6 separate regions of the Mus musculus genome follow, and regions 1, 2, 4, 5 and 6 are each linked to region 3. A link is a contact called in public Hi-C, HiCAR-type, HiChIP or PLAC-seq and promoter capture Hi-C data. All regions are on one chromosome and are shown on one strand. Each heading gives the region's core, a stretch centred on a gene start, on an enhancer-like site or on the middle of the called end of the contact. The rest is flanking DNA. Distances are from core to core; before and after follow the strand shown. Region 1 holds the start of Clcn7 (chloride channel, voltage-sensitive 7). Region 2 holds the start of Spsb3 (splA/ryanodine receptor domain and SOCS box containing 3). Region 3 holds the start of Ciao3 (cytosolic iron-sulfur assembly component 3). Region 4 holds the start of Tsr3 (TSR3 20S rRNA accumulation). Region 5 holds the start of Mapk8ip3 (mitogen-activated protein kinase 8 interacting protein 3). Region 6 holds the start of Fahd1 (fumarylacetoacetate hydrolase domain containing 1).

What was found. Promoter capture Hi-C pulls out the DNA fragments that hold promoters and counts their contacts. A called contact is a pair of places that touch in the nucleus more often than the background predicts. HiCAR-type assays count read pairs that join an accessible place to other places. HiChIP or PLAC-seq counts read pairs in DNA pulled down with a chosen protein or histone mark.
Region 1: a contact with region 3 is called in a Hi-C map of B cells, with 10 read pairs. The contact joins the promoter of Clcn7 here to the promoter of Ciao3 in region 3. A contact is called at or near these places in 1 of 484 Hi-C or Micro-C datasets (B cells), 3 of 115 datasets of contacts at active chromatin or transcription factors (bone marrow-derived dendritic cells, bone marrow-derived macrophages and pancreatic cancer cells) and 1 of 9 other capture datasets (macrophages).
Region 2: a promoter capture Hi-C map of pre-B cells shows a contact between it and region 3, with 3 times the contacts expected there. The contact joins the promoter of Spsb3 here to the promoter of Ciao3 in region 3. A contact is called at or near these places in 6 of 39 promoter capture datasets (the HPC-7 cell line, cranial neural crest, embryonic stem cells and 3 more), 2 of 484 Hi-C or Micro-C datasets (the HL-1 cell line and embryonic stem cells), 12 of 115 datasets of contacts at active chromatin or transcription factors (the SCID.adh cell line, bone marrow-derived macrophages, craniofacial prominence and 7 more) and 1 of 9 other capture datasets (pancreatic islet).
Region 4: an H3K4me3 HiChIP or PLAC-seq map of bone marrow-derived macrophages shows a contact between it and region 3, with 5 times the contacts expected there. The contact joins the promoter of Tsr3 here to the promoter of Ciao3 in region 3. A contact is called at or near these places in 4 of 39 promoter capture datasets (the HPC-7 cell line, hippocampal neurons, liver and 1 more), 1 of 484 Hi-C or Micro-C datasets (B cells), 5 of 115 datasets of contacts at active chromatin or transcription factors (SST interneurons, bone marrow-derived macrophages, embryonic forebrain and 2 more) and 1 of 9 other capture datasets (macrophages).
Region 5: a contact with region 3 is called in a promoter capture Hi-C map of pre-B cells, with 3 times the contacts expected there. The contact joins the promoter of Mapk8ip3 here to the promoter of Ciao3 in region 3. A contact is called at or near these places in 4 of 39 promoter capture datasets (the 3T3-L1 cell line, embryonic stem cells, liver and 1 more), 1 of 115 datasets of contacts at active chromatin or transcription factors (bone marrow-derived macrophages) and 2 of 9 other capture datasets (liver and pancreatic islet).
Region 6: a HiCAR-type map of astrocytes shows a contact between it and region 3, with 4 times the contacts expected there. The contact joins the promoter of Fahd1 here to the promoter of Ciao3 in region 3. A contact is called at or near these places in 3 of 39 promoter capture datasets (hippocampal neurons, liver and pre-B cells), 1 of 484 Hi-C or Micro-C datasets (B cells), 2 of 115 datasets of contacts at active chromatin or transcription factors (astrocytes and embryonic forebrain) and 3 of 9 other capture datasets (adipose tissue, liver and pancreatic islet).

What each region holds. Positions count from the first base shown.
Region 1 is chr17:25,131,515-25,135,521 of GRCm38.p6, reverse strand. Clcn7 (chloride channel, voltage-sensitive 7) reads right to left here and starts at 2,131. Exons shown (of 25, transcript NM_011930.4): 1 at 1,908-2,131. The coding sequence starts at 2,045.
Region 2 is chr17:24,885,182-24,889,017 of GRCm38.p6, reverse strand. It overlaps Spsb3 (splA/ryanodine receptor domain and SOCS box containing 3), which reads right to left and starts at 2,344. Exons shown (of 7, transcript NM_001163751.1): 1 at 2,258-2,344; 2 at 1,101-1,238. The coding sequence starts at 2,338. It overlaps Nubp2 (nucleotide binding protein 2), which reads left to right and starts at 2,668. Exons shown (of 7, transcript NM_011956.3): 1 at 2,668-2,739; 2 at 3,181-3,299; 3 at 3,401-3,599. The coding sequence starts at 2,712.
Region 3 is chr17:25,772,097-25,776,129 of GRCm38.p6, reverse strand. Ciao3 (cytosolic iron-sulfur assembly component 3) reads right to left here and starts at 2,354. Exons shown (of 11, transcript NM_026238.4): 1 at 2,243-2,354; 2 at 989-1,084. The coding sequence starts at 2,308. It overlaps Gm41550 (a long non-coding RNA gene), which reads right to left. Exons shown (of 3, transcript XR_876684.1): 3 at 3,586-3,720.
Region 4 is chr17:25,238,607-25,242,435 of GRCm38.p6, reverse strand. It overlaps Tsr3 (TSR3 20S rRNA accumulation), which reads right to left and starts at 2,266. Exons shown (of 6, transcript NM_026676.3): 1 at 2,072-2,266; 2 at 1,773-1,992; 3 at 1,179-1,372; 4 at 575-748; 5 at 214-277. The coding sequence starts at 2,183. Gnptg (N-acetylglucosamine-1-phosphotransferase, gamma subunit) reads left to right here and starts at 2,320. Exons shown (of 11, transcript NM_172529.3): 1 at 2,320-2,376; 2 at 2,465-2,522; 3 at 2,594-2,661. The coding sequence starts at 2,325.
Region 5 is chr17:24,934,999-24,939,027 of GRCm38.p6, reverse strand. It overlaps Mapk8ip3 (mitogen-activated protein kinase 8 interacting protein 3), which reads left to right and starts at 2,051. Exons shown (of 33, transcript NM_001163449.1): 1 at 2,051-2,491. The coding sequence starts at 2,174.
Region 6 is chr17:24,848,850-24,852,365 of GRCm38.p6, reverse strand. It overlaps Fahd1 (fumarylacetoacetate hydrolase domain containing 1), which reads left to right and starts at 2,064. Exons shown (of 1, transcript NM_023480.3): 1 at 2,064-3,470. The coding sequence starts at 2,265. The coding sequence ends at 2,948. It overlaps Hagh (hydroxyacyl glutathione hydrolase), which reads right to left and starts at 1,876. Exons shown (of 9, transcript NM_024284.2): 1 at 1,698-1,876. The coding sequence starts at 1,773.

The DNA of each region.
Region 1 (4,007 bases), core at 882-3,381, 640 kb after region 3:
TCGTCACACAGACCCAGAAAGGTGTTGGGGCCTGTTCCCAGAGGGAAGAAAGCTGTCCTATGCACCTCAGTGACCTGCACACAGACCTGGGAACCCACAATGGGGCAGGTGCTCAATTATTTTTTAAGTTGTTTAACAGCAACCAATCAATTGTATTATCTGCAGATTTAAAAGCTATAGTGGTAGCCGGGCGTGGTGGCGCACACCTTTAATCCCAGCACTTGGGAGGCAGAGGTAGGTGAATTTCTGAGTTCGAGGCCAGCCTGGTCTACAGAGTGAGTTCCAGGACAGCCTGAGCTTCCAGGACAGCCTGAGCTACACAGAGAAACCCTGTCTAAAAAAAAAAAAAAAAAAAAAAAAGCTATAGTGGTATTTAGGGGGAAAGATCAACTCTTTCTTTACTCTGTCTATTTGCAAAGAAAAGCAAAAATAAATAAAAACAAAACAACCCACATGTATTCAGCCCAAACTCAACTCTGTCAGTTTCCAAATTCTTCCCTCTCTTAAAAACCAGTTGCCAACATAAAGTTACTTTCTTTTTGGAGAGAGACACGTGTGTGTGTGTGTGTGTGTGTGTGTGTGTGTGTGTGTGTGTGTGGTGGAGGCCTCTCTAGTGGAGGCCAGGAGAGGAAAAGGTGGTCAGATCACCTGAAACTACAGTTATAAGTGGTTGAGCCACTGGACCTGGGTGCTAGGACCTGAACTTGAGTCTTCTCCAAGAGCAGCAATAGCCCCCTTCCCCAAAGGTTACTTTCTTTACAACAGGGATAACAAATCACACCACCCAGAAACACCCTAGGGAGGCAGACACAGCTCTACCACCTTACTTATTTCTGATCACTACTGCAGACCGGAGTCACAAGCACACGTCCTTCAAAAGGGCCTGAGCTGCTTCCCAGCAACAAGGAGCTGACTTTGACTTTCACTGTCCACTGCACCTTCAAGGGTCTAGCAAAGAAAGCCTAAATGTAAGTTTTGATGCGGTAGCCCTATCTTGTGCTCTTCTTAGCCTTTAAAACAGCAGGAGTGTTTGTTAAGACACCTCTAACATCAGGAGGAGGAAGGGTAAAGGACAGTTATAAAACAGACTAACATCAAGGAATTGATATAAGTAACTGACTCAAAATTAACACGATGCACACAGGCAAAAGAAGCAAAAGCACACAAGTAAACAAGCCTGTCCCGGTCTTAAACGCTAGGCATTTGAAGGCACAAACTGTTCGCAGTGCTGAGCACACTCTGGCCTCTGACTTGTTGCTTATCATGTCTGGCTGCACATTCCAAGTTCAACTAGGTAGTAAGAGAAAATGAGTGGGGATGCTTGACACTGCAATTGTGTCCCAAACGTCTGGAATTACTCCTGTGAGAAAGGAGACAGGCACTTTCACCGAAAGCACAATTCTGCCATTTAAATTGAAAACTACCAAGCGTGTAGTCCAGGCCTTCCAAGTTCTTGGGAAAATGAGACAGGATTATGAATTCATTGGTGGTCTCACTGTGAGACCTTATCTTGAAACGTCAAGGGCTATGGGTGCAGAGCTGAGGTCGTTATGATTGCCTTGTATGTGTAAACCCTGGCTTGACCCTCACCACGAAAAGTAAAATTAAAAAACAAAAGCAACGTTAAAGTCTTGGGATCTCTTGCTGAAAAGTCAGCGACAACGGTTCCTGGAGGAGAGGGTATCATTTTCTCTGATGGTGTAGCCACTGAGGAACGAGATGGGAAGAAGGGGTTCAAAGAGAAAGAAAGAAGAGGTTTATGAGTGCGAGGCTATCAAAAATAAAAGTCTTCCAGGATTCAAAAAAATAACAGAGGAGAGCACCGTGGCCTCCCTCTGGGCCCCGCCAGCACACTGAGGACCGGCGCAGCGATCCCGGCGGCTGCATCTCCGGCCCGCGGGCCTCACCTGGCGCGCGCCCGGCCCAGCTCCGTTCAGCAGCGGCGTCTCCTCGTCAGGCTGCCCTGTCCTTCGAAGCAGTGGCGCCCCCTCCTCATCATCGCGATCTCGGCCGGACCAAGACACTTTCTTAGAGACGTTGGCCATGGCCCACTGAGGACCAAACTCAACAAGAACAGCCGGCAGACCGGCAGCATTCCCGTGACCCGCGCCCAGGTCTCACGTGATCTATCATCGGTGCCCACGTGACTGACGACGGAGGCCGGCAAGATCCGGGAGCGCGGAGTCTCCTGGGAATTGTGGTTCACTGGTCGTTGCAGCCCAGGGTAGAAACCTAGAACTCAAAATCCCTAGCAATTAGTGTCTTCACTGAAGGCAGTGACCCAAACTCCAGAGAAGAACCAGCCCGAGATGCACGCCTAGTCCTCCAAGAGATGATATGGAAAAAAAAAAAATAAACTACCTGTAAAAGTTCTGGAATCGTCCCTCTCAACTAAGTTGGCTTCATGTGTTTCCTGTGCTCAAAGGGCAGCCAAACTGCTGCAATTCCGGGAAAGGGATTGAGACCCTGATGCCACACCACTTCCAGTAGGATCTGTATGACAAGTTCCACAAACTGAGGCTATTGACCTCAAAAGGGGTAGGCCTCCTGGAACCGGTGTGGAACTCTTCGCCGGAGAAAAAAATATTGAGTGGTAGTTCTTATGGCAATGTTTTGTTTTCTCTTATTCCTTTTCTTATTTACATGTTCCTGGTAGCCTAGGCCAAGATCTTAAGCAAGAATAATGGGTAAGAAACCAACCCTAGAGATGGGGGCCACTAACATGACCTTATCCCCCGGGAAAACAATGCCTTACTTTCTAAATCATTTACAAAACTATTACGATAGATAAAAACTTTCCCAACAATAAAATTTCATATGGCTGCACGTGTGTCATCGGAGGTGGATTTTGGTGTATGGTAAAGAAAGCCTTAATTAGAAAGAATTAAAATAGTTTGAATTTACATATTGAAGATTTGTTAAAAAAGAAAAAGAAAAAACCCAGATACTAGATGTTAAATAGTAATTGACCATGGGGCTAGAGAGTTAGTTCAGTGGTTAAGAGCACTGACCATTAAAGATTTATTAACCTGCTCCTAGAAATAAGCCACTAGACTTGGACAACAGCCCCCACTGAATACATCCTTTTAGAATTGTTATATTTTGATGATTTATATTAATAATGATGTTACCTGTACTGTTTGTGATTCACTGAATGCATAGTTTCAGAGTTGTAATGCTTGGATGATTTTTGTGCTTTACTGTGCCAAATGATTTTTGTTGGTATTTGTGATTGTTTCACTGGATATAGTTTCTAAGAGATGTAATGTTTGGTTTTTTAATGTATAAAATCCCCTGCTTGAGAGCTGCAAAATGCACTCAGATTCAAACTGCCTCTGTGTTTGTTTCTGTTTGTCACCACCGAATCCTTACCCACCTAGCTTTGAGGACCCTCATTCCAGAGACCCCCATAACCGACTTGGGTGGACCGTGGCACCCTGAAGTGCCAAATTAGGAAAGACTGGGGTTCCTCCGAGGAGGAGACTAGGACAGCACATGGGCGTGGCATTAACTAGCCGCAGGTTGCTTTAGGCAATAGTATTTTAGGAAGATTAAGTTTGCCTTAGTATCGGTGTTACATCAACAAAGTTGTTCTTAGATGTATCCTGAATTATGTAGGGGCAAGGATTGGGATTTGATACTACAACTTCAGGGACCCGAGAGTGACTGTAATCATGGGTGGCACTCTACAGAGAAAGAACGATGTTACAAAGTTTACTTCTGAGCAGTGTCATGGCAGTTGCATTACAGAGGATGGTAGAAGGAAGCAAGGAAGAAAGTGTCCACTTAATGAAGGAAATAGGTATATAATGTGAAAGCTACATTTAACAGAGAAATATCAGAGAGGGCTGGGGTTAATATGTACGACATAGAAAGATTCTATAAAAATAGTTAAAATACAATTCAGGACATCAGTGGTGACAAAGATCATATGTAAGAGAGTTAACAAGGGTTCTAGGATATATATGTACATTCATCTATATATGTGTACATATATATATCCTAGA
Region 2 (3,836 bases), core at 1,095-3,594, 890 kb after region 3:
CACATGACAGACAACAGGCATGCGTGTGTCACTGTGATGACTGAGGCTGTTTCAGGTGCATCATTAGGAACTGGAGGTGTAGCTGAAAATTTGGGCTGACTCAAGCTCAAAAGCCCCCAAGAAGGGCCTGGGGCACTGCTGACCTAGTAAGTAAATCAAGTTTTCCTTATAATCTGGTGATCCAATGGGCTTCTAGAAGGGAGCCTAACTGTAACCCTAACCCGGCTTCAGAGAGCTGTAACATCAGAGTAGAGGCAGTACAGGGCAGAGCCAGAACACCAGTCTGGTACCAGCAAGTCAGTAGCCACCTACTCCCAGGAGCCAAGTCAGGCACACTGGGCTGGGTATCTACCTTGTGCTCAGAGACTCCAACAAAGGAAGTCTTAGGACATTTGAACTTCAAGAACTATAAATATTATAAAGAAAAATCATGCACTGATGACCCTAAGGGTATCACATGGTAGAGAACTGACTCCAGCGACTCCTGACCTCTACACGTGTGCCCACACACAATAAACTGTCTCACGTCCAAGGCCTGCCTGTGTTACAGTGTGAGACCATTTCTGAAAATAAAACCAGCAGGGATAGTGACACATGCCTTTGATCCCAGCACTTGGGCAGTTCTCTTGAGTTCAAAGCCAGCCAGGTATATACAGAGAAACCCTGTCTCAAAAACCCAAAAAAGATCACAGATCCTATCATATACAACACACATGAAATACAGCATTTGTGTGACAAAAACATCCAGGGTGATCCAAATGGCTCAGCATATGTATGTGTGCTACTGCACGTCACGGACAACCTAAGCTTGCTCCCCAGATACCAAATAAAGGTGTAAGATAGAACACACATACAAGGCTCCTGACCCATTCACTGTGGCACACAATAATAAAATTGGCAGGCCTGGTGAACAAGCATTGTACAGTAACCAGCACTATCCAGAACTTTCGATCCCTGTCTCTTGTCTTGAGGCCTGACATACCTCAGGCTTTACCAGACCAAAAAGCACCACATACCAGGACACAGCTCAGCTGCCTGGCTCAGTGTCTTTTTCACCCAACATAGACACTGGTTATCCCCACCTTGCCACTTCGACCTACCTGCCCATCAGAGTCATAGCCCCAGTTAGAGCTGCCTGCCAGAGCCACAGCCCGGGCATCTGTATCTCGGCGGGCTGCGCTCAGGACGAAATGCCATGCCCTGCTACTCCGTGTACGCCGGGCCATAGTGGAGAGAACCTGGAAAAAAATAACTGTAACTTTAAAGACATGTAATGTATCAATGTCCAAACAAGGCCCAAATCTACACCCCACAACTCTGCCCCCTGCCACTTCTACCTGGCAGCCTAAGCCATGGATCCACCAAAGGCTGGGGACTCCAAGCCCTCAACACTGAGCTCTGAGCTCCAGAAACTCCCACAAGCTCGTACCTGGCTCGAGTATCTGAGCACCTCAATCAAGCCCAGGGCGATGGTGTGAAACACAACCCAGACACCCATGACTTTGGATGTGTCCCAGCCCATCTCTGCATTCTGTTCAGGAGCTGTTGCCCCTCAGGCATTTGACACTTAACTTGCTCCTCCTCCGCGGTCCACTTTGGCAAATGGCATCCACAGCATCCAGTTCCTCATGCCAGAAACACCGCTGTCATCCACTCCTGACACCCCTCCTTGCCATTGGAGACCCCCACCGCTTCCTGCACCACACAACTCCCTCTCACCCATCCGGCTCTGCACACTACAAACTCAGTCTTTGATACAACCTTAAACTCACTGGCTTGACATCGTTCTTGGGACAAAATGAAAGGCTTTGAGAGGTCCGGATCTCCTCTCCCGAGTGGACTGTCTTTGTCTAATAGTCGACTCTGTCCTAGCTGCCTCCTGTCCCCCTGTAGACCCACTGTACTACCCTACCTCGCCCCGGCCATCCACAAAGAAGCCGGGCGGGGCCGCGCACAGCACTCCACAGCAGTTGGGTTGGCTGAGCGCCGTATAAGAACACACAGTAGGAACCCAATGAATGAACCAGAGATGTCCCTGGACGTAGCCACGCTCGGCCTCCGCGGGGCTGAAGGTTGCTTCCCTCGCCAAAGGCTCGCGGATCTCGCCACAGCGATGCCGTCCCTGACGCCTGACTCCGAGGCCCCCGCCCAGACTCCCGAGCGCCACCGCCAGGGAACAACGGGTGGCCGGCTTGACCGCCTGCAAGGTCAACCCGCCGGCCGCCGGGCCTGACCGGGCTGGGCCGGCGCGGCTCACCTGCGGCCAAAAAGCTCCCCCGGCGCTGACCCACTTTCCGTTCCGGCCGCGACGCAAACAATCCCCGCCCCCGCCCTGCATTGGCCCGGCAGCCGAAGGCGGGCTCTATGGCAGCTTCGCGCGGGGGCGGGTCTCGCGAGACAGGACTGCTGTCAAGAGGCTTGCACAAACTGTCAATCCTGAACCAAAGTTTCTATTGGCCCTCGCTAGAGCGGTCAAAAAAAAAAAAAACTTTCGCATGACCATTGGACAAATATAAGGAAGTGTGTCCGTGCCCGTGGCGTCATCATCAGTTGCCAGGATCGGGACCTCCTTGGGTGATCTGATTGGCTGGACGGTGAATGACTAACCTCTCAAAATGAGTAAGGGGCGGGCTCTTGTCACCATTGGTTCAAAGGCTGCGAAAGTTTGGAGAGGAAGCGGAAGAGAGCCGCGAAAAGCAACTAGTAGCGGAATGGAGGCTGCTGCCGGTGAGCGTGCAGGTCGGTCAAACGCGAGGGGTTGGGAAAGTCTGAAGGCGAACCGCGTGCAGGCCCACGCCAAAGCATCCCATGTCCCCTTGTTTACTGAGCTAGCCGAGTGTCGCGATGCACACATCGGCGGTTATATCTGCTCTAAGACCTCAGCCTCACGCCTTTCCGAGAATTGGGGGCCCTGCTTCCCTAGAACTGGAAGTCTCTAGTGTGGAGTCTGCGTTTGTGCGCGGGTGTCGCTTAGCTGTGATCATCTACTCTGTTAGTTTCCTCTGTGTCTGTTAAAATTAGCTGGCAGTTTGAAGTGAGCGTTCACGTGTGCACGTGCCTTCAGTTGCTCCACTTCAGACAGAAGTGAGGCTGAGACAGGTCTGGGGCTTCTAGAAGACCTACCCGCGTGCCTTTGTCTTTGTCGCTCTCTCAGACACCCCAACTCCTGTTTCTCACCAGAACCCGGGAACCTGGCCGGGGTGCGACACATCATCCTTGTTCTTTCTGGAAAGGGTGGCGTTGGGAAAAGCACCATCTCCACGGAGTTGGCCCTGGCTCTGCGCCACCAGGGCAAGAAGGTGAGGCCTGGACCAGGGTTGACACCTGTTTCATTGTTGTCCCTAGCTCCCAACAGGCTTGGCAGACTTCTTTCCACCCCTCAGCATCCTCCTCCTTGCAGGTGGGAATCCTAGATGTGGACCTGTGCGGTCCCAGCATACCACACATGCTCCGTGCACAAGGCAAGGCCGTGCACCAGTGTGACAATGGCTGGGTGCCTGTCTTTGTGGATCAGGAGCAGAGCATCTCCCTTATGTCTGTGGGGTTCCTGCTGGAAAACCCTGATGAGGCCGTGGTGTGGAGAGGTCCCAAGAAACATGGTAAGAACTTAGTGAGAAGCAGTGCTTCCTCCCTTCCTCCAACTCCTCAGTGCCTCTTTACTGAGGCCGCTTTCCCCCATCTCGTGCCTACTGCCATTGGATAAAGCCAGAAGCTGGCCCTGGCCTGTATTGGAGTCTCTTTCCCATTGGAACGCTTCTACTGCGCATAGATGTCCACCCTTCAGGGTATATATACCTCTGGGTTTCTCCCAGCCTCTGGATGGAGAATATGACATG
Region 3 (4,033 bases), core at 1,105-3,604:
GGGAATGCGAGAGAAGGCTGTACAGACAGTAACAACTATCAGAATTGGTAGAACAGACCCAGGACCCCAGTATTCAAACCAGGGCCTCCAGGACACCCTCAGTGGTTCTTGTCATGCAAATGTGGTGCCAGGCTGAGCCCATCAACACTGCTGCAGATGCAGAAATGGTCTGAGCCAGGGCTAGGTGAGCTTCAGCTATTCTCGGAGCCTGTGCTTGGTGCCAATGCCCCAACCTGAGGTTAACCACGCCAGGAAACCAAAGGTCCACAGGCCCAGGCTACACCAGCATCATGCGGACAAGGCCACTTGTCCTTAAAGCACAGACCAGTGGTGATGGGCACCTTCCTCTGTCCCTCCATCCATGGGACCCCTTGTTGAGAACCAGGGCCTCCTGGTACACTGGGGTCTAGCTGATGCCACAGACTGTCACGAGGTCACTGTTGTAGACAAACAGCTGGGCTTGTCACTGCTCATGGCGATATGCACACCCATTCCCTGAACCTGCCCAAGGTTCCTCCCCTATTCAGAGGTCCCATGGCTGGGCCTCCCTTCTCAGGGCAGTGGCGCACGGTATTTTGAAGGGGATTCCTTAGAGTGCAAAGGGCAGCCAGGCAGGGTTAATTTTAACAGACATCAGGATCTAACTTTCAGATTAGAGGGAGGAGGGGCTTGAGGGAACCAACCCCCTCAAAATCTTATGCTACTAAACGTAGGGGGCAAAGGAGGAGGGGAGGCTCCTCCTGCCCCGTGCAGAACAGGACAGACTGGCTGCTCACCATGGCAGCCCTGTTCATCATCTCAGCTCCCCGTGGTCAGTGAATGTGACCAGTGAGAGAGCTGGGGAGATGCAGTGAGTTTCAGGGTGGCCACATCTGCGACTGGGAAAGGCAGAAGAAGATGTGTGTTTCAGATCCACACCCCAGCCTCCCTCCCCCTCCTGCCACCGCCAGCCCCCAGCAGGGATGTGGTGAGACCTCAGGGTCCTTACTTGGTTCACTTGGAAGTAACTGCCATCGTCTTCAATGTGGATCTTGGCTATGCCACTTCCTGGCTTCTTAGCCACCTTTACAGGCTTGATGCAATTCTACACCAGGAAAGACCCCACACCAGGCTCTATTAGGAGAAAGCAACTTGGACGGGGGGTGGGGAGGGTGGGGAGTGGGGTGGGGGGCTGGGTATGGAGGGCCTCAGGGATGGTTGGCTACCGGCCATAGAGTGAAGCTCACCACCGAGGCCAATTCTACCACCTTCCTGCCACTGAAGCCATGCTGAGCTCTGGTTGCCCACCCTTCTCTGTACAAGGTGAGGAGAATGCCATCAAGGCCACTCTTTCTCCAGAATCACCATGAAATCTGCTACAAACTCTATATGCAAGCTAATGCAAGAAGCCCTGACTAGCCTGCCCTTCCTACGTGCACATAGCAGCACACCCCCGGAGATCAGAGTGTCAGAGGCCTGGCCAGACAGGAAGGCTTTCCTTGGAAACATCTAGAGGTCACCTCCATCCCACGACCACAGATGAAACTCCATGTCTCTCCCCTTCTCTTGGACATCTCCTGTTATCGCTTCCTGAACCTTGGTGGCTTTCCAGAAAAGGGCCAGTCTCGGGTAAGATGGCCCAGTTCATCCTGTCCGTGTGGCAGCTCAGCCCGTCTTTTATGGGTCATGGGACTTGGCTAGCTCTGGAGACAAAGGAAGACCCAGCAAGGGCAGCAGCTCCTGTTTTCAGGGCGGTCTGTCTGTATCCCTCTCTCTTCCTCGAGGCAACGTCAGGAACATTAGCTGTGGCTGTGGCCCAAGTGGACATCAAACCTGTCCCTTCAACATGGTCCCTGTCCACAGAGATGACAACTGGCTCTGAGAGAGGAGTGGGAAGGGATATCTCACAGGTGTGTGGAGGCTAACTCAGCCCCACCATGTCTCTGCATCACCAGCTGGGTGACACTACTACAACAGTAACTTAAGATCACATAACAACAAGTCCCCCCACCTTTTTTTTTTAAACACTAAACCTGCCTGTCACCACTAAACACTCCCATGGTCCCAGGGATCGCTCCGGGCCCAGTAACCGCGTTGTCTGGCCCTCCCTGGCCTCAGTTGTCTGTGTTTGTGAAAAGGGAACTAGACTGACTGAGGCCCTGGGTCCTGGGCCCTGGGAAAAGACACAGACGAGAGAGGTTTCCCGAGGTGCACGGCCAGGCTCGGACCCTCCTCCTGCCCGACTCGCCCTTGGCCGGCCCACCTGAGATGGCCCGATGAAGTCGTCCAAGTCGGTCAGCTGTAGTGCCCCACTGAAGGGCGACGCCATGACAGCCTCACTGCCGCCGAGTGTCACACGGGGGTGTCGCAAAATGACACCAAAATGACATGCAGTTCCGCCACTCTGCCGGAAAACGCAAATTCCAGCGCATGCTCATTTCTCTCCGTCAACAAGCTTTGAAAAGCGTGCGCGCCCTCTGCCGGCGGCCTTGAGCGCTCGGCCCAGCGGACTCAAGCTGCAAGTTCCACAGCACAGCGTTCGGTCTCCCTTGCGTCCCTTGGTTGTGGTGTAGCAGGGTAGCAAAGACAAATAACGCAAAGAATGTAACTAGAGACTCAGAGTCTCTCCCGCTTCCCGTAGGGGTCGGAATCCGGATTTCATTCATCACCTTGACCTAGCAATACTCAAGGAAGGTTCCAGATGCAGTGGGCAGGAGAACACAAAATTAACTTTGATTCACTGGAATGCCTTGGAATGGGCTTACCAAAAAATGAGATAGACAAGTGCTGTTGAGATGTTAAGACTGGAGTGTGGGAGAACATTTACAGAAGCAGGTTCTTGGACTGGACCAGGGCCAAAGGACAGTTTCTGTTTGCCAGGAGGATTCTTGTTTTAAATTGGATATTTTCTTTATTTACATTTCAAATGTTATCCCCTTTCCCAGTTTCCCTCCCTCCCTCCTGGAAACACCCTATCACATCCTCCCTTCCCCTGCTTCTGTGAGGGTGTTACTCCACCCACCCACCCTCTCTCCCCTCCCCTCCCTCAAAGTCCCCTACACTGGGGCATCTATCAAGCCTTCATAGGACCAAAGACCTCTCCTCCCATTGATGCATGACAAAGCCATCCTCTGCTACATATGCAGCTGGAGCCATGTGTACTCCTTTGTTGATGGTTTAGTCCCTGGGAGTTCTGGGGGGTCTGGTTGGTTGATATTGTTGTTCTTCCTAAGGGGTTTCAAACCCCTTCAGCTTCTCCAGTCCTTTCTTTAATTATTGAGGACCCCGTGCTCAGTCCAACAGTTGGCTGCCTAGCATCTGCCTCTGTATTTGTAAGCCTCTGGCAGGGCCTCAGGAGACAGCCATATCAGGCTCCTTTCAGCATGCACTTCTTGGCATCCACAATAGTGTCTGGGTTTGGTAACTGTATACAGGGTTGCTGGGAGGATTCTAATGCTGGAAGGAGGGTGATACATAGATCCCTGGAAATTCAAACTCACCACCACCACCACCAAACCCAAGTCTATTAGAACAAACCCAGTGGACGGCTGGCAGATGTGAGGCATATCCAAGGCCCAATAAGAGAGACAGAGCAGAATGGCCTGGAACAGTAGAAAGAATGAAGTCCTGGTGTAATGTAGGTGATCCCTGAAGACATTACAATCAGTGGATTTCATGAAGCCAGTCACAAAAGGCCACACGTGTGACACCATTCAGCAAAAATGTCCAGGACAGGCAAACCTGCAGATGGAAAGCTGACCTCAGGTGTGGAGAAGGTTTCTGATCAGGGTGGTTAGAAAAGTCTTTAGAATAGATGCTGCACACGTGAATGTCATTTTTCTTTTAAACAGAATAGGGTTTCTCTGTGTAGCCCTGACTGTCCTGGAACTCGCTTGGTGGACTAGGATGGCCTAGAACTCACAGAGATCCATTTGCCTCTGCCTCTGGAATGCTGGGATTAAAGGTGTGTGCCACCATGCCTGGCTTTGTAACATCATTAATGTCACCAAAATGTCTACTAGAAATGGTAACAATCAGGCTGAGACGAGAGTTT
Region 4 (3,829 bases), core at 1,017-3,516, 530 kb after region 3:
ACAGTACAGCCACAGCCCTGAGCAAGGTGACCGTCCCTGTTAGGCTCGCTAGAGAAGCCCTAAAGCAGAGGCGGCTCTGAGCCCAACCCCCTTCAGCAAGCAGCTGCTTTACACTTTGTAATCACCACCAGGCCTTGTTCAAAAGGCCACACCCGCAAGGCCGGAGGAACTGGGTCAAGGTTTCAGAAGCACCTGGGGGCTCACAGGACCTACCGGGTGCTGGCCACGGGCCTGTTGAGATTCACAAACTCCCGCCCTGAGTCCACGTCAAAGGGATCTGAACACAGAAAGAGAGGGCGTGGTGGCGCACACCTTTAATCCCAGCACTCGGGAGGCAGAGGCAGGCGGATTTCTGAGTTTGAGGCCAGCCTGGTCTACAAAGTGAGTTCCAGGACAGCCAGGACTACACAGAGAAACCCTCTCCCCACCCCCACCCCCACCCCCAAAAAAAAAAGAAAGAAAGAAAGAAGAAGAGAGGAAGGGGACTTCTAAGTGATTTTCAGGCTCTAGGCTCCTAAGGCCCTGGAGGGACTTGATTGCTTCTCTGGGGCTCCCAGCCAACACCAGGACTCACCGATGTCCTCTTCAGGCGTGTCCCTGGTGCTAGCCAAGTACCCCTGTTCAGCCTGCAACACCTCCTCCGGGCCACGGCAAGCTGCGTACTTATCCAGGAGCTCCCGGTTCAGGTCCAGGAAGCCCTTGCCCCACTTAAACTTCCGAAGCAAAATGACAGCAAGGTCTGAAAAGCCTAGTGGAACAAAAACCAAAGATATGCCTGGGACACCTATAGAGAGCACAACTGCATGACCCTGCCTGCTATCTCAGGAAGCTGTCACCTCCTCTACAGTTCCCAAGGTTCCTCTCATTTGCTGAGAAACAGTCCTATTATCCTAGTCTCTGTGTCTTACGGGGTAGCCATTGGGCCCACACACCATCCAGGGAAGGCAGTGGTCCATTTTGCCTCTACCTCTGCTTCATAAGGTTAAGACTGTATGTGGGCACTGAGACTGAAGACAAAGGCTGTTTTCTAATGGCTCCCAATATATTCTCCTCACATCCCACCCCCTTGCTCAGACTCTGCCAGAAGAAACCCCAGTCTCCAGGTGAGGGAGGAGGAGGGGGCAAGCAGTCAGCCTCCAGACTGCCATTGCCAGGCTTCTGTCAGACCCAAAACTCACCTACGATGCAGAAGGCAGCAGCGAAAGCTTCCACACAGGAAAGTTTGCAGGGCCGGCCATAGTTTACAGGGTTGGCAGCTACGAGGTAAGGCAGGAGCCGCAAGTGGCTCCCTCGCATCTTCTGAAAGGGTGTGTCGTCCAGTTTGGCCCAGGAGCAGTCTATGACTGCGACCCCTGACTGTGCCACCAGCTGTCTGTCAGAGAGTGTAGGGTAGGTTCTAGGGCCCCAAATAAGGCACATCCTTGGAGACTGGCTTCACTACAGATGAGAGATCACTCTGCTATTTCGAAGTTATGGTTTATTGCAATAGTAGAAAGAACCCTTCAGGAAGCAGTTGAGGGTAGCTGGACAGTGTTTACTTTACACAACAAATGTTTCTCCTAGGCTTTCTACACTATAGCCCTGCTCTATGAAAAGGGTCAAATTAAATACAACTCTGCTCATATGAAAGATGTGGACATCCAAGACCAATAAGCAAGGCTTGAAGAAAATGATACTCCTGATACAGGGCAGTTTAACAAAGACAAGATGGTGGGAAGGGCATTCCAACCCCTCTCCGACCCCTCCCCGATCCCCAGGCCTCTGGTGTCTACCTGTCTGCCGGAGACACGTACTCAGTGCCTACTGGGCTGAGCACCAGACCGCCAAACCTTTGGCTCAGGCGCAGGCAGCGCACCAGACCCAGACGGGCCAGTTTGCGGCCCGTGCAGCGCTTGGGGTCGCAGTGACCAAGCTCCCACATAGCCAAGGCACAAGGCAGCGCCGCAGGGCCCGGGCCGCCCTGGTCCTCGGCCTCCTCGGGCTGCACGGATGCTACAAGGAGAGAGAGAAGGCCGGGTCCTCAGCGCCTGCTCCCAGGCCCGACCCGCTGCTCCGACTGCTCCAAACTCACCACGCAGCGCAGCGCCCACCTCTTCAGCGAAAGCATCCAGAGAGCGGCCAGAGGGTCGCCGAACACGACCGCTCTCTTTCCTGGATCCGCGAGCAACTTTCTTGCGGCCCATAATGTTAGATGAAATCCGAGATGAAATCCTCAGCTCCAGCGTTTGTTCAAGAGCGTGCGCGCGTGCGCGCTCGCACAGCTTCCGGTTTTGAGGGGAGTCAGTTCCGGCTGTCACTCACGTGACCGTGAGACCCTAGGAGCAATGGCGGGGCGGCTGGCTGGCTTCCTGATGTTGCTGGGGCTCGCGTCGCAGGGTCAGTGGCTCCGCGCACATAGCCCCCCGCGCGCTGGCGTCGCTCGCGCCTCCGCTCCCTACTCACCACCTCTCTCCCCGCTCCGCAGGGCCCGCGCCGGCATGTGCCGGGAAGATGAAGGTGGTGGAGGAGCCTAACACATTCGGGTGAGCGGATCACGGTCCTGCGGCTTGGGGACCGAGCCTGGCTGGCTCTTCTGACCTTCTCTGTTCCATAGGCTGAATAACCCGTTCTTGCCCCAGGCAAGCCGCCTTCAGCCCAAGAGAGAGCCTTCAGCTGTATCCGGTGAGCGCGGGAGGGTGCGGAGCTGGCCGAGGTGCTGACTGAGGGGGCCGAAAAAAGCTCTCGGTTAGGGAGGGAAGGGTGCCTTGGATGAAGGACTCATAATGTACTCGCTGAAGGGTTACGAATTCGTTTGTCAAACTTGAGTGTTTTAAATGCTCTGAAGTATATACTGGAACTGCAATCCCCTCTCGCTCCCAGGGTTGGCGATTACCTAGGGCTAAGCAAGCAAGCGCTCAAGGCTTGGGTCACATCCCTAACTTTTGTGGGGTTTTTGTTTTGTTTCGTTTTGTTTTTCGGGACAGGGTTCCTCTGTATAGCCCTGGAACTCTTTGTAGACCAGGCTGGCCCGGAACTCAGAAATCCGCCTGCCTCTGCCTCCCAAGTGCTGGGATTAAAGGCGTGTGCCACCCCCGGCTACTTTTGTGTTTTTAAGGTAAGAGTCTTTCAAAGTCTTTTATAGTAGACTCAAGCTGGCCTCCAACTTGTGGTATTAAAGCCTCTACTTTCCACAGGTGCTTAGACCAATTAGAAGCTCTAGGGATGTTGGGTATGAAGACTCAACACTCCAGGTGTATCTAGCCCTTTCTAGGTCTTACGGAGTGGAGAGGGCACCAGCACAGGAAATTTGGGACTAAGATCCTAGGAGGACTGAAAGACAAGCTGTTGGAGGTGGCTCAGGGCTGGCCAGCATAAAAGAACCTTGGCAACCCAGACACTATTGCATATGCCAGAAAGATCTTGCTGAAGGGACCCTGTTATAGCTGTCTCGTATGAGGCTATGCCAGTGCCTGGCAAATACAGAAGTGGATGCTCACAAGTCATCTATAAGATGGAACACAGGGCCCCCAATGGAGAAGCTAGAGAAAGCACCCAAGGAGCTGAAGGGGTCTGCAACCCTATAGGTGGAACAACAATATGAACTAACCAGTACCCCCAGAGCTCATATCTCTAGCTGCATATGTAGCAGAAGATGGCCTAGTTGGCCATCACTGGGAAGAGAGGCCCCTTGGTATTGCAAATTTTATATGCCCCAGTACAGGGGAATGCCAGGGCCAAGAAGCAGGAGTGGGTGGGTAGGGGAGCAGGGTGGAGGGAGGGTATAGGGAACTTTCGGGATAGCATTTGAAATATATATTTATTTATATATATATATTTATATTATATATAA
Region 5 (4,029 bases), core at 802-3,301, 840 kb after region 3:
TGACTCACAACTGTAATTCCAGCTTTGGGAGATCCAATGATTCTGGCCTCTATGGGCACTAGGCATCCATGTGATTGATATATACATAGGCATCCATGTGATATATACATAGGCAGGCAAAACACTCATACCATACAAAGTTAATAACTCTAAAAAAATCTTAAAGAATTAATCATTTTATCAGTTTGTTCTGGCTCCTCATTTGGGCAATTAAAAACTAACTCCGGTGGGACTGGACCTGTGGGGAGACCACTGGCTGCTCTACCAGAGGATCTAGATGCTATTTCCAGAGCCCACGTGACACTCAAAACCCCTAGTTAACTCCAGCTCCAGAGCGTCCAGCACCCTCCTCTGGTTTCTGTGGGCACAGGGCACATACAAGTGAAACACCATCTACAGTAAATACTAATAACTGGCTCGGGTAGCAGTCACTGCAAGTGCTACTGCAGTATGCCCCTTCTCGTCAGCCTGTTTTCCTAGTTGGTTGATAATATAATACGTAGGCTCAGTTTTGCAGGCTTGAAAAATTAAATCAGTATCAAAATTCAGGCAACCTGAAAATGTTGTGGGGTGTTCACCGTGGAAGAATGCTCTGACATAGTTTTAAGCCAATAGGAAAGTCTTTATTAGCTGGCTGGTGAGTACACTGGGTGTTTAGGATCTCAAACAAGAAAGGCCTTGAGCCTTTCTCAGGATGAGCTTTTAAGGGCAAAGCCATGTTCTGGGTTGGCATGCTTCAGTTAACAAGAACAGTTAGTCAGAGGCAGAACTACAGAAGCCAAAAAGCAAAGTTAGGAATTTAGAGACTTTCTCAGAACTATCCACACTGAGGGATTGGGTCTGTTTTCATTCTTTTGGCAGGTGGTGCTATCTACATGCCGAGTTTTACAGCCTGAATTGGACTTCCATCATGGAGTGAGTTGTGCTAAGGTCTGAGGCATGTTACAAAACAATCTCTTAGAGTAGGTATTTATCTATGTGTTTGGAAAGATGAGGGAAGTATAGCCCCAGGTAATGGTGTATACTGAATGGCAGAAGCCAGGCATACCAAGTTCCAGGTCAGCCAGTGCTACACAGTAAGACTTTGCATATGAAATTGTGAGGAATGTTTTAAGTGCTCTGGACTTCAGCTACAAGAAGGACTGTGTTGGTTAAGAGTAAGATCTGGTGGCTTGCAGTTGAGAGTACTTGCTCTTAGAGGGGAGGACCTCTGTTCAGTTCTGGCCATCCATATGGCTGCTCACAACTGACCTTCTTAACTCCAATTCAGATGCCCTCTTCTGGCCTTCACAGACACCAGGAATGTGTGTGATGCACAAGTCTACATACAACCAAACACATACACATAAAATAACAAGTAACTTTTTTTTTTAAGAGGATGTGAATCTGAGCTGCCTTGGAAGGCTTTGGGGACCGGGAAAACCACGTAAGCAAGAAAGTAGTTCAAGGGCAGGAAAGATGGCTCAGTGGTTAAGAGCACTGGTTGTTCCAGAAGACCTAGGTTCAATTCCCAGCAACCACATGTTGGGTCACAACCATCTACAATGGGTTCTGATGCCCTCTTCTGGTGTGTCTGAAGAGAGCAACGGTGAATACATTAAATAAATTTAAAAAAAAAAAAAAAGAAAGAGGAAAAAAAAGCAAGTAGTTCAAAGTCAGGTTCATGGTGTCCCCAGCAAATGAACACATATAGATCGACTCGCTTTATATTTCTGTCTCAAAAGTACCGCCACACATAAGGATTTTAGAACCTGGTGTCCTGTGCAAAATGAAGCACTGCATGGAACTAAGCAACCAGCAGAGCGGGAAACAACCAGAAACAGGGCAAGCGACACATGTCGCGTGAACGTTGAGGGTGGCCAGAGTATGTATGACAAAGGTCTGAAGACAAACAGGACAGAGATAGAGAAGCATCCAGGTCACTCCAATCAGACTGAGCTACGTCCTCAAGAGCCACCAGCAACGCAGCCGGAAACGTTCCTTTAGCGTCAAGGCGCTCGGGGCGGAACTGGATGGGGCTCCACCCCCGCAGCCAGGCGGGACTTCCGGCAAGGGAGTGACGGGCGCGGCCTGGGCGGCGGCACGTCCTAAGGTAGCGGCTGCCTGAGGTGACAGCGGCCCGTGGATTCGGGCCCCGGAACGAGCCGCGCTGGCGGCGGCGGCGGTAGCCGCGATGATGGAGATCCAGATGGACGAGGGAGGAGGAGTGGTGGTGTACCAAGACGACTACTGCTCGGGCTCGGTCATGTCGGAGCGTGTGTCGGGCCTGGCGGGCTCCATCTACCGCGAGTTCGAGCGCCTCATTCACTGCTATGACGAGGAGGTGGTCAAGGAGCTCATGCCGCTGGTGGTGAACGTGCTGGAGAACCTTGACTCGGTGCTGAGCGAGAACCAGGAGCACGAGGTGGAGCTGGAGCTCCTACGCGAGGACAACGAGCAGCTGCTCACGCAATACGAGCGCGAGAAGGCGCTGCGCAAACAGGCCGAGGAGGTGCGTGGGCCCCGGCCGCCGCGGAGAGGGACGGTGAGGGACGGTGTGGGTAGCGTGGAGCAGCCAGCTCGGCTCAGCCGGCAGTATGCTGCTGATGCTGATGCTGATGCCGATGCTGCTGGGAGTGCCACTTTCTCCATCCAATTGGGACCTAGAGCACAGCCTGTGCAGAGTCCGGGAGACATGGGCCCCCATTCCTGCTGTCCTCTGACCTTGGCTGCCGCCTGCTGGCTCTGGGTTTTATTCCTTCCCGTCTTTGGAGCAAGTTGCCCTAGAATCACAAAGCCCAGAATTCTACAATTCTAGAAATAAATGCTCTTCGGTTTATGATGGGAAGTGCCTTCTTATATGAGGTTAAATTCCATTTAAGTGAAGTTGACTTGACACAGTCTTAGAGACTACTATTGAAATTAAGAGTCGATCTTGATATTTTGGCTTCTTATTAAGTTAGTGGCCCTGCATCACAGCTAGGATAAAAGCTTTGCTTATCTTGAATCATTCATACTTTCCATGGTTTGCCTTTTGATTGTCAAGATTTTGCTGTGAATGCATGGGCACCACATAACTGGCTTAATCAAGTTCTCTACATATGGGGGGATTCAAAAGCCTCAAAGGATGTGAGGAGGGCTTGGGTGACCTCAGAAACAGGGAACTGGCTCCAGAAACTGTCTGGGCTAGATCAAGGTCACACACTGACCACAGACAAAAGGACAGGCCAAGTAACAGGGTAGACCTTGGCAACAGCTTAAGCCTTACCTTCTGGGTTCATATTGCTGCCTAGTGGGGCAGTACCCTAGAAGTCTGCAGTGTTTGGTCCTTCTAGACCTGCCCTGGAGTTGTCTTGTGCCTGATACCACTCTCCATAGCCCTGACTCTCTGGGGACTTTTGATACATTGGCAAAGGACTTGGGTATTATTTCTTCCCCTTGCCTCCATACTTACATAGTCAAGATCACTAATGTGGAGAAAAAGAAGAAAATGAAGGTGTACTGTGGTAAGGCAAAGTTACATCCTTGTAAAATGGTTTCTGCTTGAGTGTTGACACTGTCCCCCGGGGAGGATGCCTCTGCCTTCCAGCTTAATAACAAGCTGGACGGAGCAGTGAGTGTACGTGGGGCTTAGGTTGTGCAGAAGACCCAGCTCTTGAAAGGAAGCTGAGCAATGCAATGAGTAAATAGATGCCAAACTGGCCCGGTGGAAGCCGGGGTTAAATGCCCATTTATGCCCTTGGAGGGACCTCCAGTGAGGGTAAAGCTGAAGGGGGACTAAACACTGTAAACAGCATCCTAGCTCCTGTGGAAAGACCTGCATGCTTATCTTCAGTTCTGTAAAAAGACTACAGTTTCCTTTTCTAAACAGGGATGGGTGATGAGATGGTGTAATAGCCCGGAGCGATGCATCACTGCATGCAGAGTTGTGCTGCAGAATTGCTGTCCCGGGCACTTTGCTTGTTTAAGCTTAGTCAGATATGGGTAATCTGAGCTGTCAGCAGCTTTCTGGGAAGACAGAATCCTAGGTTTTTAAAATTTTTAAACAGA
Region 6 (3,516 bases), core at 815-3,314, 920 kb after region 3:
CAGGACCTCTGGAAGAGCAGTCAGTGCTCTCAGCCGCTGAGCCATCTCTCCAGCCTGATTGGTTGATTTTTTTTTAATAGATCTTGCTCTGTATCCCTTTCTAGACCAAAATCACTGTGTAGTCCAGGCTGGCTTTCAAGTCAGGACTCCTTCTGTCTCCATCTCTTTCTTTCTTTTCTTTTTCTTTTTCTTTTTTTCTTTTTTTTTTTTTTTTTTTTTTTTTTTGGCAGGGGAAGGGACAGAACCCCAGGGGCTCCTACTCGCAACTCGAAAGATCTACACCTCACCCTAGACTTGAGAGCTTGGTATTTCTTCTTAAGAGTTCATACAGGCTGTGTTACCTGCCTGTGGTGTGACTCAGGCCTAAAGATGGCAGGACAAGGCACCAGAGCATGGCCGCTCACTCTCCAGTCATGGCGTCTGCACTAATGGACTTAAATCCTCTAAGCTTTCAGCCCTTCTCAGGCCTCCAGCCCAAGGAGAGAACAGTATTTTCTCAGCTATGGCCAGCATAATGGAAAACACACAGTGCAAGCTCCTGAAAAGAAGAAACTGCTGCTTGGGACTCAAGCATGAGGGGCAGAGAACTTATCACCGAAGGATTGTCTTGGAGTGGGCCAAGGAGGCAGCAAATGACCAAGGGACTCCACTGTACTTTTGTCTGAATTTGTGGTGCTGGGGCTTTAAGCATTCTAGGGAAGTGCTCTGTCACAACCCTGCTCCCCATTTCTCCTTTTTTGGCACAACAGCTGGGCACTTTCCAGACCCCTTCTCATGTTCAGCAAAATAAGCATTTCTATAAGATCAGGTTTCTGTAATATTTGAATTCCCCTAAGCCCTAGCACTATCCACGCCGATGGACAGCGGAGGGTGAGAAACAGGTGAATACGAGCCCTTTTATGTACTTCCTGGTAAAACACAACAAACCTGCATGGATAAAGATCATGTTATTACCAGTGCTCAACCCACTCTAGTCGGAAGAGAGCCTGACTGCTCTGAAGAAGATGCGATCACTCCTATGGAAGGAATTCATCGCTCCCAGCTCCTTAGTTTGCAACTAGGGACATTCTGTTTGAATTGAGGTCAAATCCACAGACACGTTTTATATTGCTCAAACGTCAAAAAACGTTTCAGAGTTGCCTCTTCTCACCAGGAGGGCTTCTGCGGCACCAAAAGCTGAGCGGCTGCTCAGTAGTTATTGTACCTAGCTCTTAAATCGCCTAGCTCTTAAACAGCCTTCAGCAGCGACACTAAGGGGTATCCCTTAAATGGAGACCCATACTTCTGTTCTCAACGAGCGGACTTCTTAATAAAGATGGTTCATAGACTTTCAATCACGATTGTTCCAAAGTTCCCGGCTAGCTGAATTCAGGCTGGCCAGCTCCGGGGCTTTGGCAACCCACTGTCGCCACATCAGACGTTAAGAGGAAAAGCCGACTTAAAAACTAAAGTCGCAACCCCAAAACTGGAGTCGGACTCTGGCCAGGAGGGAGCAGGTGCCAGCCCTCTGCCTCGATCCCGGGCCACGAACCCCTCCAGCGCCAGATGCCTATTCCAAGGCCCTCAACACGCCCGGCCCCGCTTCTCGCCCGCCCGGCGGCGCTCAGCACCTGCGCCTGGAAACAGCAAGGGCTCGCCCAACCGACGTCCGGCCTCCAGCACCCGGCCGCGCCGCGTCAGTACCTAGACACACTTACCCAGACCACGGCGCGCGCAGGTGGCTCCCAGCGCTGACAGGCTCCGGAGACACAGCGACCCGCGACCCAGCACCATGACCCACGGGGTGCACAGCCGGGTCGCGGAGTCCGCAACACCAGCGTCGTGGGCATCAACACTGGCGTTGGCGACTGCAACCAATCAGTGTCGTCCTCCTACTGCTCCCAACCAACCAACTCCTGCTCTTTACCAAAATGCCACGCCCTCAATCCATCAGTGACCGCCCATAGAGTTCACAGCCAACCAGTGCCTGTCTCGCACCGCCGCGCCGCCCCTAGCCAATCAGTAGTAGCTCCTGCCCCCCCCCCCCAAAATGTTCCCTAGCTGCCCTAGCAGCCTTGGCCTGTAGACTCGGTCTGCAAGTGGGTGTTGGAGGAGGCTGAGCGTGAGCCTCCTCGTCTCTCTGGGGCAGTCGCCTGCACGCAGAGACCTTTCGCTGACCTCAGCGTCCCGCTGCTGCGCAAGGAAGGGCGGGGCCGCTCCGACCTGGACAGCGTCCGAAGCCAGTCCTCTGGAGGCCGCCGTAGTCCGGGGGAGTCGGTGGTCACATGACCCAAAGCTGTACTATGGCTTCCACCAAACCGCTGTCTCGTTTCTGGGAGTGGGGCAAGAATATCGTCTGCGTGGGGAGGAACTATGCAGATCACGTCAAAGAGATGCGCAGCACCGTGCTGAGTGAGCCTGTGCTTTTCCTGAAGCCGTCCACCGCGTACGCTCCCGAGGGCTCACCGGTGTTAATGCCCGCTTACTGCCGCAACCTCCACCACGAGGTGGAGTTGGGAGTGCTTCTGGGCAAGCGTGGTGAAGCGATCCCGGAGGCTGCAGCCATGGACTACGTGGCCGGCTATGCCCTGTGCCTGGACATGACTGCCAGAGATGTGCAGGAGGAGTGCAAGAAGAAGGGGCTGCCGTGGACCCTGGCTAAGAGCTTTACGTCCTCCTGCCCGGTCAGTGCCTTCGTGCCCAAGGAGAAGATTCCTGACCCTCATGCCCTAAGACTGTGGCTCAAGGTCAACGGAGAGCTCAGGCAGGAGGGCAAAACATCATCTATGATCTTTTCCATCCCCTACATCATCAGCTATGTTTCTAAGATAATAACCTTGGAAGAAGGAGATCTTATCTTGACCGGGACTCCAAAGGGAGTTGGGCCAATTAAAGAAAACGATGAGATCGAGGCCGGCATAGATGGGGTGGTTAGTATGAGGTTCAAGGTGAAAAGATCAGAATACTGAGAGTAGAGTGCCAAAGGGGAAGGGAGACAGAAGCAAGGGAAATAAATGACACTAATAATGAAAATCTAAAAATTATGCTAGACATGTCAAAAAAGATGAATCCTTAAAAAATAACGTGATCTAAAAGACCTGGGACTGAAATAGAAACAGGAACAACGAAGCTAAAGGATATAGAATGCTTCCCAAGAGGGCAATGTTAAACTAAACTTTGAGAAGTTGTAGTTTTCTTTTCTAAAACTGAACTGAATAGACTTTTCAATAAATCATTCTGAAGTCTATACCTCCAGACTTAAAAGTGCAAAGGAAGTAACTCATTAATGCTGTTGGCCTTTAGGAAAGCTGTTTGTACAGAGCACTCCAGTTGATTTTTACTTGGGAAAGTCCTCCACCTCAAAGCCAGATAAGAATTTTGTTAAGTGAGCTCTTGCTGCAGCCCTGCCTTGTTTACTTTGGGTGTGGCTTCTGAGTTTGGAAGATAATTTTGAAATTGTTTTCCAAATAAAGACCATTTCTGTGTGACTGAAAAGAGCACTTTCTTTTCCCAGGGTGGGGAGCACTTCTTCCTCTG